Regions from separate parts of the Callithrix jacchus genome. Here region 1 is linked to region 2. A link is a contact called in public Hi-C data. All regions are on one chromosome and are shown on one strand. Each heading gives the region's core, a stretch centred on a gene start, on an enhancer-like site or on the middle of the called end of the contact. The rest is flanking DNA. Distances are from core to core; before and after follow the strand shown. Region 1 overlaps UPB1 (beta-ureidopropionase 1). Region 2 overlaps SPECC1L (sperm antigen with calponin homology and coiled-coil domains 1 like).

Region 1 (6,326 bases), core at 3,619-6,118, 180 kb before region 2:
CAACCACATTCCACACTATTTCAAATTCTGGTGAGCTTTCAGTCGTGGTCCAACTCTAAGGCTCAGGTTTGGCTGGCATTAACATGAGTTGGTCACTGCCCTCAGCTACCACGCGTCATCATATAGAACAGTGGAGCCCCGGAGACCCAGAGCACATCCAAGTAACCCTCTCCCTGCTCAGAGGAGAAAGCTGTTTCCTCAGTGGGTGTAACTTGCGCAAATGATTAAGGCCAAACCTTCTAGTGGAACCCTGAAAGTGTACCTTCTCCATCCTGCCTAGGGTTAAGGAGGTCCCTGTGGGGCAGGCAGACTGGACCCCATCCTCCCATCTCTGCCTGTCTGTCTGCTCCTCAGGGTGCCAGGGCAGGGACACTGTCCTGGACAGCACTGAGGGAAGCCAGAGGGCAAATCGGGATCCCAAACAGATCTGCTCTGGGAGCCTTTCACCTCCTCCTGACCCTGGCCATCGAAAATGGCCATGGTCAGGCAGCAACCAGGATGTGTGCATGCGGTGGACACCAGAGCAGATCCTGCTGCGCTAAGCCCCGTGCTATATCTGCAGGGAGGTAAAGATTAATCCCAGGGTAAACAGGTGAGGGGTGCGTCTTCCCACCCCCACCTCCAGCTGTTGCTGAGAAACACTGGGTTCGTCTTTCTCCCTGGGAAACCTCCTCTAGCACTGCAGACCATTTCTTGTCTGCCTGACCAGCCTGAGAATGGCCAGGACCCCCACAATCATGGAGAGAGAACTGGGGACATCACATCCTGAACAACTGTATTAACCACAAAGCAAGTTCTGATTTAGAATCTTAGGCATTAGGCAGCGCTCATTTCCCTCCTTCAAACGTCCACCCCCTCCCATCTTACCTATCCAGGGGTTGGCATTAATCAACTAAAATGGCCCCCCCAACTTGTGCCCTGATCATGGGGCACATGAAAACACCACATGATGCACACATACACAAATACACGTTTGCCCACTGTCACCTGACACACAAACATGGGCCACCTCAGACCCCCCCCATGAGTCATGGACAAGGAATGCCACGTTCCAAACAAGGACAGAGCTGTGGTGTGCTAGGCTCTGAGTCTGAAAAGGGGCCACACAAATCATTTCATGTTTGTGGAATGTTTATTTTTGTTTTTTGAGACGGAGTCTCGCTCTGTCACCTAGGCTGGAGTGCAATAGTGGGATCTCAGCTCACTGCAACCTCAGCCGCCTGGGTTCAAGCAATTCTCCTGCCTCAGCCTCCCAAGTAGCTAGGAGTATAAGTGCCTGTCACCACACCCAGCTAATTTGTTTTTTTTTTGTATTTTTAGTAGAGACAAGGTTTCACCATGTTGGGCAGGCTGGTCTCAAACTCCTGACCTCATGATCCTCCCGCCTTGGCATCCCGAAGTGCTGAGATTACAGGCTTGATCCACCATGCCCAACCTGTTTTTGGTTGTAATTTATATACATACCACTTACTTCAAAGAAGAATTCAGGAGGCTAAATCAGGTTGTATTAAAAAAAAATGCACCATTGTGCTAAAGGTGTTTGGGACTCCTCTGAGAGTCCCGCCTGAATCCTGTCTGACTGTGTGATGCAGGGCAATGTCAGGTGAGCCTCCGAGCCCAGCAGCCACACTGTGGTCCAGTGGAGTATGCATGACATGGAGCATTACCCTTCATGGAACTTCCCCACAGAAAGTCCCAGAGATCCACAACACACAGAGGGGCAAGTGAGCAGGGCTGGTTATCTGTCTGATGGTGGCTCACCTCGTTGAAATCACCCACTCTGGGGATGTGGTTCTTCCTAGTCTTTCCCAGGACTGCTCCAGAATTGGAGATCACCACGGCTGTATTCCACAAAGTGTCCCCATGCTCGCTGTCTCGTTCCAGGATGGGAGACACTACCACCATGTTATGGTTCTTCGCCAGCTGGAAAAATGATGAATATAGCAGAGTCCCACTTTCAAACCCATTGTTGTAGTTTTTTATTGGAGAAGAATTTAATGATCCTACTAAATCATTAGGCTTGGGTCAGAGCAATCACTTGCATTTGTTGTCTGGAACGCTAAATGCCCTGATGTCCACGCTTTGCTAAATAAGAATCATCATTGTCCTGTGCACAGTTGGTGGTAGAGCAAAATGGTGCAGCTGCTCTGGAAAACCATATGGGAGTTCCTCAAAAAATTACACAAGAATTACCATTTGATCTGGCAATCCCAATCCTGGGTATATACCAAAAGGATTGAAAGCAGGGTCTCAAAGAGATTTGCAAATCCATGTTCACTGCAGCATTACTCACAGTAGCAATCTCTTTGCTATTGTGAGTAACGCTGCAATGAGCATGGATTTACAAATGTGACGGGCACTTGGGTGAAATGTGCCATGTTTCGTTCATCCATTCACCCAAGTGCCCATCAATGGGTGAATGGATAAACGAACCGTGGCACACCCATATAATGGAGTATCATCCAGCCTTAAATGCTATGGTTCTATACTATACATGGATAAACCTTGATGATATGCTAAATGAAATAAGCCAGTCCCAAAAAGACAAATACTGTATGATTCCATTTGTGTAAGGTATCTAGAGTAGTCAAATTCACAGAAATGGAGAGTATAATATTAGTAGCATGGTAATTGCAGGGGTTGGGGGAGTGGGGAGCTATTGTTTAATGGGTATAGAGTCAGATTTGCAAGATGCAAAAGTTCTGGAGATCTGCACAACGTGAATATACTTTACACTACTGAACTTAAAATGGTTAAAATGGTACATTTTATATATATATTTTACTACTTTAAAAAAGAATAAAAGCCAGGCATGGTGGCTCAAGCCTACAATCCCAGCACTTTGGGAGGCCGAGGAGAGTGGATCACGAGGTCAAGAGATCAAGACCATCCTGGTCAACAAGGTGAAACCCTGTCTGTACTAAAAATACAAAAATTAGCTGGGCATGGTGGTGTGCACCTGTATTCCCAGCTACTCGGGAGGCTGAGGCAGGAGAATTGCTTGAACCCAGGAGGCAGAGGTTTCGGTGAGCCAAGATGGTGCCATTGCACTCCAGTCTGGGTAACAACAGCAAAACTGTCTCAAAAAAAAAAAAAATAATAAATAAATAAAAAATAAAAAGAATAATCAAACTTCTTATCTACACCAAAAATAAATCTCTTTGGCATCAAATTCCTTTTGTTCCAAGTAAGAACATCAAGCCCTGGTGACCTCAGGATGAGCAGCCCGGTAGGTCATTTGTCCTCTGCTCTTTATTTTTATTTATTTATTTGTATAAAGTTGGGGTTTCACCATGATGGCCAGGCTGGTCTTGAACTCCTGACCTCAGGTGATCCACCCACCTTGGCCTCCCAAAGTGCTAGGATTACAGGCATGAGCCACTGCACCCGGTCTTGTCCTCTGCTCTAATTAGCCATCATGATCTCTGGCCTTAACGACAGGACAGGGGAGAGGCACACTCGGAAGGCAGCACTAGGGGCCATGTTAAGAGCAGCCTTAAGTCCCTGTGGAGGTAGAGTGTCCCTAACATCAGCTCCCTTTTAAACTCTTCCTCCAGCCCTGGCTCAGGCTTATCATCTGCAAAAGTCCCCTTCCTCTTTTCTCCATAGCAAGGAACCAACAAACCGGTGAATGAGAGATTTTTTTTTTCCCTTATAGCCTGAGAACACCAGTGTTTGGAATCACAACTAAGTATTGATAAAGTCACCATGATTATATATAGGTGTGCCCCAAAAGCCCCGAAGTATATACATAAAATCTGAAAGAGAATACAAAGAAATGAAAACAGTTCTTTTGTTAGAGGTGAAAATAAGGATAAACTACCCTTCGTCACCTCATGAAATGTTACGGGCTTTCTGGTAACAGCTTTATAAGACATAATTCACACAGCATTAAGATTCACTTTAAGATCAGTCAAGTCCAGTAATGAGAAGTGGGGAAAGAGCAGAACAAGGAGTCACTCTTTTGAAGTGTGAAGTTCAGTAGTATTCAGGATATTCAGAGTTGTGCAACCATCGCCACTACCTAATTTTAGAACATTTCATCACCCTAAATGGAAACTTTGTGCCCATTAGCAATCATTCCCTTCCTTCCTCGCCCCCAGCCCCTGGCCACCACTGATCTGCTTTCTGTCTCTACGGATTTGCCTATTCTGGACAGTTCATATAAATGGGACCACACAACATGTATTATGAGGTTTTAATGAAGAAAAATCAAAAACAATTTCTACACTGATGAGACACAGGCCATGAATCGAAGCTTCTGTGGCTCAAGCTAACTGCAGTGGAGCCGGCAGAGCTCTGGTTGAGGAACTGGCCCCTCTGGTCCCTGAATGCCAGCTCTGCCACTTGCCAGCTGCAGGACTTACTACAAAAGTCACCTGCTACCATCCTCCCTGGGCTGTAGCTCCCTTGCCTAAAAAAGCTACTAATGGCCCTTCTGGAGCCTTACACTCTCCAATTTTAAGAGTATGCTAAAAAAAAAAAAAAAGGTGGCAAATAGTCTTATCTTATCTGGCAAAACAAACACCAAAGGAGTGCATTTTCCATGATGAAAGGCCATACGCAGAAGCTGTGGTCGTGCTTTGTGACTTGCACATATTTGGCAGCTGCTACCAGAGGCACAGTTAATGTCCTACCTTCTGACAGAATTTGGTGGTGGGCCCGTCTTCTGCTGACTCAGCAAATTCTGTCCAAGGAAGCTTCTCTCTCGTACAGAAGGCAAAGGGCATAGCTATAAATAGGAGAAAGGGCAGAATTATATCCAAGATGCACAGCCTCTGAGCGGGGCTCCTCAGCCCAGCAGCAGGAGGTCACTGCAAGAGAATACAGCCTCAGGAGTGCCACGGCCTGGCTTCTGGGTCCCATTCCTGGCTGTGGGCACTGGGCAGCCCCTACCTCTGGGCTTCATGGCAAACAAGAAGCTGGGCCAAATGTCTTTCCCAAAGTCTTAAAAACAATTGCAGCGCAGACATTTTCACACTGATGTTTCCAGGAACATCATTCACAATAGCCAAAAGCTGGAAACAATCCAACTGTCTTATCGACAGATAACTGACAAGTAAAACATGGTGTATACATACACAATGGAATATCACTCAGCCTTTTTAAAAAGGGAAAGAATTCTGATACATGCAGGTAAAATGTGGTGCATATAGATACAATGGAATAGTATCCAGCCCTCTTAAAAAGGGAAGAAATTCTGGTACATGCTCACATGGATGAACCTTTAGGAATATGCTAAGGGCCAGGCATGGTGGGTGGCTCATGCCTGTAATCCCAGCATTTGGGAGGCAGAAGCAGGTGGATCACAAGGTTAGGAGATCGAGACCAGGCTGGCCCACATAGTGAAACCCCATCTCTACTAAAGATACAAAAAAATTAGCCGGGGGTGGTGGCATATGCCTGTAATCTCAGCTACTCGGGAGGCTGAGGCAAGAGAATTGCTTGGACCCAGGAGGCGGAGGTTGCAGCGAGCCGAGATCGTGCCATTGCACTCCAGCCTGGGCTACAGGGCAAGACTCTGTCTCAAAAAAAAAAAAAAAAAAAAGTTAGCCAGGTGTAGTGGCAGGTGCCTGTATTCCCAGCTACTTGGGAGGCTGAGGCAGGAGAATCGCTTGAACCTGGGAGGCAGAGGTTGCAGTGAGCCAAGATCATGCCACTGCACTCTAGTCTGGGTGACAGACAAGACTCTGCCTCAAAAAAAAAAAAAAAAAAAAGTATATGCTAAGATACAAAACAAATACTGTAGGAGTCTACTCACAGGAGGTATTTAGAGTAGTCAAATTCCTAACGACAAAAAAGTAGTAGAGCTGTCAGGGGCCAGAAGAGGGGATGTACTGTTTAATGGGTGGAGGGGTCCAATTCTGAATGATGAGAAAAGTTCTAGAGCTCATGGTGATGATGGTATACAACAACATTAATGTACTTAATGCCTCAGACCATACAATTAAAAACGGTTAAAATGGTAAATATTGTTAGATATATCTATATGCCACAATTACAAAAAATGTTTTAAATAGCAAAAGTTCCCAACCAGCAGATCTCAAGCTGCTGGCCAATCTGCAGGGTGGCAGGAGCTCCATGAAGACTCCTTGGGTAAAGTATCAGAAGGACACTGGGGATGGCACTGGGACCCTCCCTCCTCCTAGTGATAGGGAGGCTTCTTCAGAAATAAGAAAAGCTACTCAGTAATGATCCCACAAAAAGTACCACTGGATGGGATGAGTATCTGCAAGGATTAATGCTACTACTCTCATAATCTCCGGCCAGGCCCTACCAGGGAGCTAATTCTGTAGGAAATTCATCCAACTCACTGGTTTTTGCTT
Region 2 (5,950 bases), core at 2,930-5,429:
TATAACTATCAGTATGTGAATAAAAATGAAGCCAGTCCTTAGGAAAAATCTGTCTTTGGTGGCCATTTGGCTCTTCTGACAGTCTTTTGCCTCAAGATGTACCACAGGATCTTAAGGTCATTTAGCTATCATAATTAGAACTTTTAATAAAGAATCTCTAACAATGATTATCAAACATTTTGATCTTAGAGGCCCTTTCTACGCCTAAAAATGATAAGGACCCCAAAAAGCTTTTGTTTATGGGAGCTGTCTTCCATTACATTAAATTAAAACTAAGAATATATAAAACTATTTATGTTATTTAAAAATAAAGATAAATACAGGGTTAATTAATTTTATGAAAAATAACTATATTTTCCAAAACAAAAAATTAGTAAGAGTAACAGTACTTTGCATTTTTAAATCATCTCTTTAATGTCTGACTTAAGAGAAAACAGCTAAACTCTCTTTTGTATTCAACCTATGTTGATATGAAAAAAACATAGATAAGGTAGATGGAAAAGGAAAGACTTTAATAGCTCTTTTAGAGAACTGTGGCTATTCTTTGACACTGCACTAAAACACAATAAGTAGTGACTTAAAAGTTAGTTCCAATGTGGAATCTGAAACCATAAGTGAACTTTTCCTATTCCGTCCATTAAAATCCACTGGTTAATCTTGTTTAACATCATAGACTGGTCATAAGGAAAATACTGGTTCACTGAGTTACAGATTTCTAAATGCTGCCATTATACGTTTTTTTAAAGTCATAATGATCTCCTCGGAAGACACTTTATGGGAAGCTGCCAAACTCACCATTGGTAAATACAAGTTTTCCAAAATCCTAACTTTCACTTGAAAGCCCCCATTGTATCAGCGGCAATAAATACTGTTGGTTGTTTTCCTTTAAGTGACAAGCTGTCTTAATTATTTTCACAAAATATCCACCAAATAGCCAGGTGCAGTGGCTCATGCCTGTAATCCTAGCACTTTGGGAGGCTGAGGCAGGCAGATCACCTGATGTCGGAAGTTCGAGACCAGCCTGACCAATGTGGAGAAACCCCGTCTCTGCTAAAAATACAAAATTAGCCAGGTGGAGTCTCAGTGTGGACCTCAGAGCATGTCACAAATGTCATTTCATCTGATAATTTTCATCAGTTTCCAATTATCTCTATGTTACATGGGGAAAAAACTACGGAAATTCATGTGATTATAAGATAAAACAAGTGAAAATTCCTCAAGTGAGTGATAGAAAGTCACTTTGCATTCTTTACTTGGGTCTCCAAAAATACTAGCTAAAGTATACTGATCATTGCCCTGAGTACTTGGGAGGCTCTGTCTTATTTAATCCTTATGACAACACTGTACAGCAGGTAGTATTGTGTCACTTTAAAGATGAGAAAACTGAGGCCCAGGCGTGAAGGTTCCTGACCAAGGTCACAGCTAGTAAGAAGCAGAGCTGGACACGAACCAAGACTATCTGTCTCCAGAGTCATCCTTAATCATGAGGCTACAATCTAAAGAAAATTAACAGGGCTGGAATGTGGCACCGGGGGAAAGGAGAATCACGTGAGACCATCCTGGTTCCCTCCAGAGTTGTGGATCACTGATACTGACAGAAAGATCCACACAGACAGCACTAGTTTACATGTGCCATAAAATGAGGCCTAGAAAAGCTGAGTAACTTCCATCAGATCCAAACTTAGTATCAAACTCCACATTTTTTGCATAATACCACATCAAAAATTGGAACTTAAATGTTCTCTACTAAAACATAAGTACACAACTGGTTTCTCAGAACATACTTGCGTGACTTTATTTCCTCCAATTCTTTTGTGAGTTTTTCATTTTTTTCTTGAGCCTCATGTAACCGGCGCTTTAGATCACCAATCTCCTCTTGAGCTTCAGATTTAATGTCATTTGCAATGACTACCGCAGTCTGGAGATCAGCCTGAAACTGCCGCCATTCTGCAGATTCTTCCTATATTAAAAAACTAACTTTTTATTTTTTATTTAAAAGCAATAAAATTTGTTTATGATTGGATTGCTATAATGCACTAATGCTTCCGAATAATGATTAATTTTTTTAATCCCAGAGAATTGCTATTATCTATTTCAAACAGGCAATGCAACTATTATTAGTGAATTTGTTCTTAATAAGGAAAAGATTCTCTAGCTATCTGTCTACTGAGGCATCAAGCACTCAGAGTGCTCAACAGATATTAATGATAACAATGTCAAGCCTCCCTTCATGCAAGTTTCAAAGCAAGTCTTATGGATATAAACATCATCGAGAATTTATGGAGCTTTACTTCTGAAAAGCACAAGAAGGTATAGAAATGGTATGTGAACCATACAGTGAAAAACTATAAATATCCTGACATCAAAACCTAACAGGAAAAAAAAATCAAAAGAAAAGGAAAAGGAAGAGGAAGCCAGAAGAAAAACACTAAACTCAATACAGGCAGGCAAAATTATACAAAGAATGGTGAGGAACTACATGGTCTGTTGCTTCCCACAGTCATGGAGGATGCGGGTGAGGCCGGGTGGGGAAGTCTCCCTGGGCCTCATCTCCATTAGAGCCACAGCTGGGCCATGCCTGAGCCTCACATCCTCACACCTCTAAAGCAATTTTGTAACATCATGAAAGGAGCCTAAGCAACTGTGGCATGACCCAAACCATTGAGTAGCTTTCTCCCCACCCCCTGCATCATGGCTGCATTGCTGTTGGCAAGATGGATCATATGCACAAAATGAAGAAAACGTGTATGAAAACAGACTGGTTTGGGGCATCTTATAATCAACAGCTAATAACCTTTCTTTACAAAATAGAACAGTTTTCCCCCAAATCTATCATTCTAAAATTATTACCCATAAATTTCTACAGGTCAAGTACCACTTATCCAAAAGCATTTCAGATTTAAGATGTTTTGGATTTTGGAATATTTGCACTATACTTAACAGCTAAGCATCCCAAATCTGAAAATCCGAAATCCAAAATGCTCCAATAAGCATCTCCTTTGAGCATCATGCCATCACTCAAAGAGTTGTGAATTTTGGAACATTTTAGATTTCAGAATTTCTGGTTAGGGATACTCAACCTATAGTATATTCTTCTACCCAAAATCTAGCACCAGTCTCAATTTGAAATGACAACATTTGCTTTCTGCCCAAAGCCCAATGGGGTCGGTATTATCACTGTATCTAAAGCTTAAGATGAATGATAACACAGTCAATGACTAAACCTCAAATTTCAGAAAACTTTTCTAACAAGATAATCCATGAAGATTTATCCTACCCGAAGTCTTCTGTGGAGAGTCTTTATTTCTCTTTCCATGTCATGCTTCTGGTCCTGGAGTTTTTTAACTGTATCTGAAAAGACCATAAAAGTTTAAATATTTATTCTCACTACAATTTTCAAAGGAATGATATAAAGAAAAGAGGTACTTTAAATATGACATGTGAAAAAGTTATCCTGTCCAAAGACTACAAAAAATTTTAATACAAAACTTTAATAGAAAAAATATTGAATCCAAGTAATAACCAGTATTACTTTCTTTGGAAAATAGCAAGTTAAAAATCACAATTTCTAAATCACTTCCTTCCACAATATCTTAATTCTGAAACAAAATGTAAAACCGTGAGAAATCCACTTTGTTGGTACATAAACAATCAAAACAATATTGACTGTGACTAAAATATGAACTTTTAATCATAAGTATTATTAATCTGCAGTAATTATATAAGCATATCTTTCTTTACACACTAGAATAAATTCCAGAAAAGTAGTGAATTAGTAAAATCAAAATTAGTAAAAAAAATAATACCCAGGGGAGCTGCTATTTAAATTAATCCTACAAAATATTTTTTTAAATAAATATATTTATAAAGTAATAATTATTCAAATTACTCATCTCATAATACAAATTTTCTTAAAACAGTTTCATTCACTCTAAAAACATTCGATGAGTACCAATAAGACGCAAAGTACCATTCTAGATAGAGTGAGGATACAAAAATGAAAGTGCCAGGGTCATAAAGGGAAGTCACCTTCTCTTTGGACATTCTACTCTAAAATCCACGCATAAGAGAGAAATGCCTTAGGAGGGTGCTATGCTGACAGGTGCCACTAAGTAAACCTTTCACAGCTGGTTCCTTTGACAGCTCAGGAACCAATCACTTTTTGGTTAAGGGCAAGGAAGCGTACTTACAACTAGTGGCAAATCCTTACTCTGATTCACCTACAGTCCCACCCCAGTAGATCCCTGGCTTTTCTCTGCGTTCCAACTCTGTCTTACATGGCCTTGTATCGTGTTGCCACCAACATTACCACATCTCTTTATACACCTGTCTCGACCACTAGACTAAAAACACTTCAAAGGCAGAAGAAGCCATGTGATGACCTCACACACTCAGTAGTTGAAATGTGGTAGGTCTTTAAAATGGAATAAATGTATAAATGTGCAGGCTAACGGTAGCATAATAAAAAGCAATGCTGAAACCATTACCTAGGTGTTTGGTTTTTTTTTTAAGTAAGTATCCTATTGACAGAACTTAACAATTTGTCATCAGAGACCGTGTAACTTTAGACATTAGTGTTTCTGGGTAAATAACATTTTCTCCCATTCCTTATACTTAGCAGAAGGAACTCAGGCATAGTGAATACCTGCTTACAATGGCACATGTAATCAAAAAATTCTTCCTGTAGCTAACAATTTACTGGCTTTTAATCAAGACCCTAAAGTATGAGTATACTGATGTTTTTTCTTAGATGGCTCATCATCTTCCTTATCCTTGTTCCACTAGAACCTTCTCTTCTAAAATCTTTTTGCCACTCTATATCTGATGCTGGTATATGTGTGTTCTGATATTTTTAAATGGCATGCATTCACTTTAACAATATAGAGCCTTGAATATTTATAACAATTATATGTGGAATAATAATTCTTACAATTATATAAATAATGCTGTATTTTCTAAAGCTGGATCAGAAATAAATGAGATAAAATGTTGGCAGCAGGGGCAATTCTGGTAGCCAGTGGTTAACTTGCTCCCATTCATTGCCCCGAAACTGTGTAACAAAGTCAGGTCCTGTGAAATAAAAAGGGTTCAAAATTTACTCTTTAATTCTTCAAATGTGTGATATGTACCAACTTTGTACCAAGCTTTTTTTTTAAGTGCTTAAGAAGAAAACGAAAAAGACATAATCTTCATCATCTTAGAGACAAAAAGGTTAGTCTTGTGCTAAGACAACAAAGGTAGATGACTTCATAAACAAAGGATTAAACTTTAAAGCCTGTCTCATATACAAGCTACTTCAGACTCAACCTGCAAACTAAGGGTCAAACAGGCCATCCAAACTGGTTTGGGTAAAGCAGACACCAAGCTGAGTGGGTGAGTGTATGCCCCCTCATCCTTATCTCTGGAGGCAAGGATGGCTCTGGAATCAGCAAGCGAACTTGACTCCTTGTGACCACACATATAGACAAATTCAGGGTTTTGGACATAGATGAGGAGTAAGAACAGAAGCTGAAAATTTTCTAATATTGAAAACACTAGGGTTACACCTTTCATTTACACTGTATCCATTTATATGCAAGAAATATTTCATAATCAAAACAGGTGGCCAGACATGGTGGCTTAGGCCTGTAATATCTACCAATCACTTGAGGTCAGGAGTTCGAGACAAGCCTGGCCAACATGGTGAAACCCTGTCTCTACTAAAAATAAAAAATTAGCCAGGCGTGATGGCAGGTGCCTGTAATCCTAGCTACCCAGGAGGCTCAGATGGGATAATCACTTGAACCCAGGAGGCAGAGGTTGCAGTGAGCCAAGATGGTGCTACTGTACTCCAGCCAGTGCAACAAGAGCAAAACTCCATCTCAAAAAAAAAAAAAACAACAAAAAACAGGCAAGCAAAAAATGTTAGGAGTGTAATTTCTCTTGAAATTTGCTTAAAAAAAATTGTTTT

What was found. A called contact is a pair of places that touch in the nucleus more often than the background predicts.
Region 1: a Hi-C map of skeletal muscle shows a contact between it and region 2, with 4 times the contacts expected there. The contact joins two enhancer-like sites. A contact is called at or near these places in 2 of 3 Hi-C or Micro-C datasets (both in skeletal muscle).

Annotation. Positions count from the first base shown.
Region 1 is chr1:195,061,498-195,067,823 of calJac240_pri, reverse strand. UPB1 (beta-ureidopropionase 1) reads right to left here. Exons shown (of 10, transcript XM_035267335.2): 4 at 4,638-4,732; 5 at 1,762-1,923. Among named protein-coding and RNA genes, the nearest start is that of UPB1, 21 kb to the right of the region's middle. Within about 2 kb of position 4,868, at least 3 of the 16 cell types and tissues checked have an H3K27ac peak or open chromatin away from gene starts, as enhancers often do. A contact at or near this core is called in skeletal muscle, where this site is marked.
Region 2 is chr1:194,878,055-194,884,004 of calJac240_pri, reverse strand. It overlaps SPECC1L (sperm antigen with calponin homology and coiled-coil domains 1 like), which reads right to left. Exons shown (of 16, transcript XM_035267244.3): 6 at 3,278-3,351; 7 at 1,785-1,960. Among named protein-coding and RNA genes, the nearest start is that of SPECC1L, 68 kb to the right of the region's middle. Within about 2 kb of position 4,179, at least 1 of the 16 cell types and tissues checked has an H3K27ac peak or open chromatin away from gene starts, as enhancers often do. A contact at or near this core is called in skeletal muscle, where this site is marked.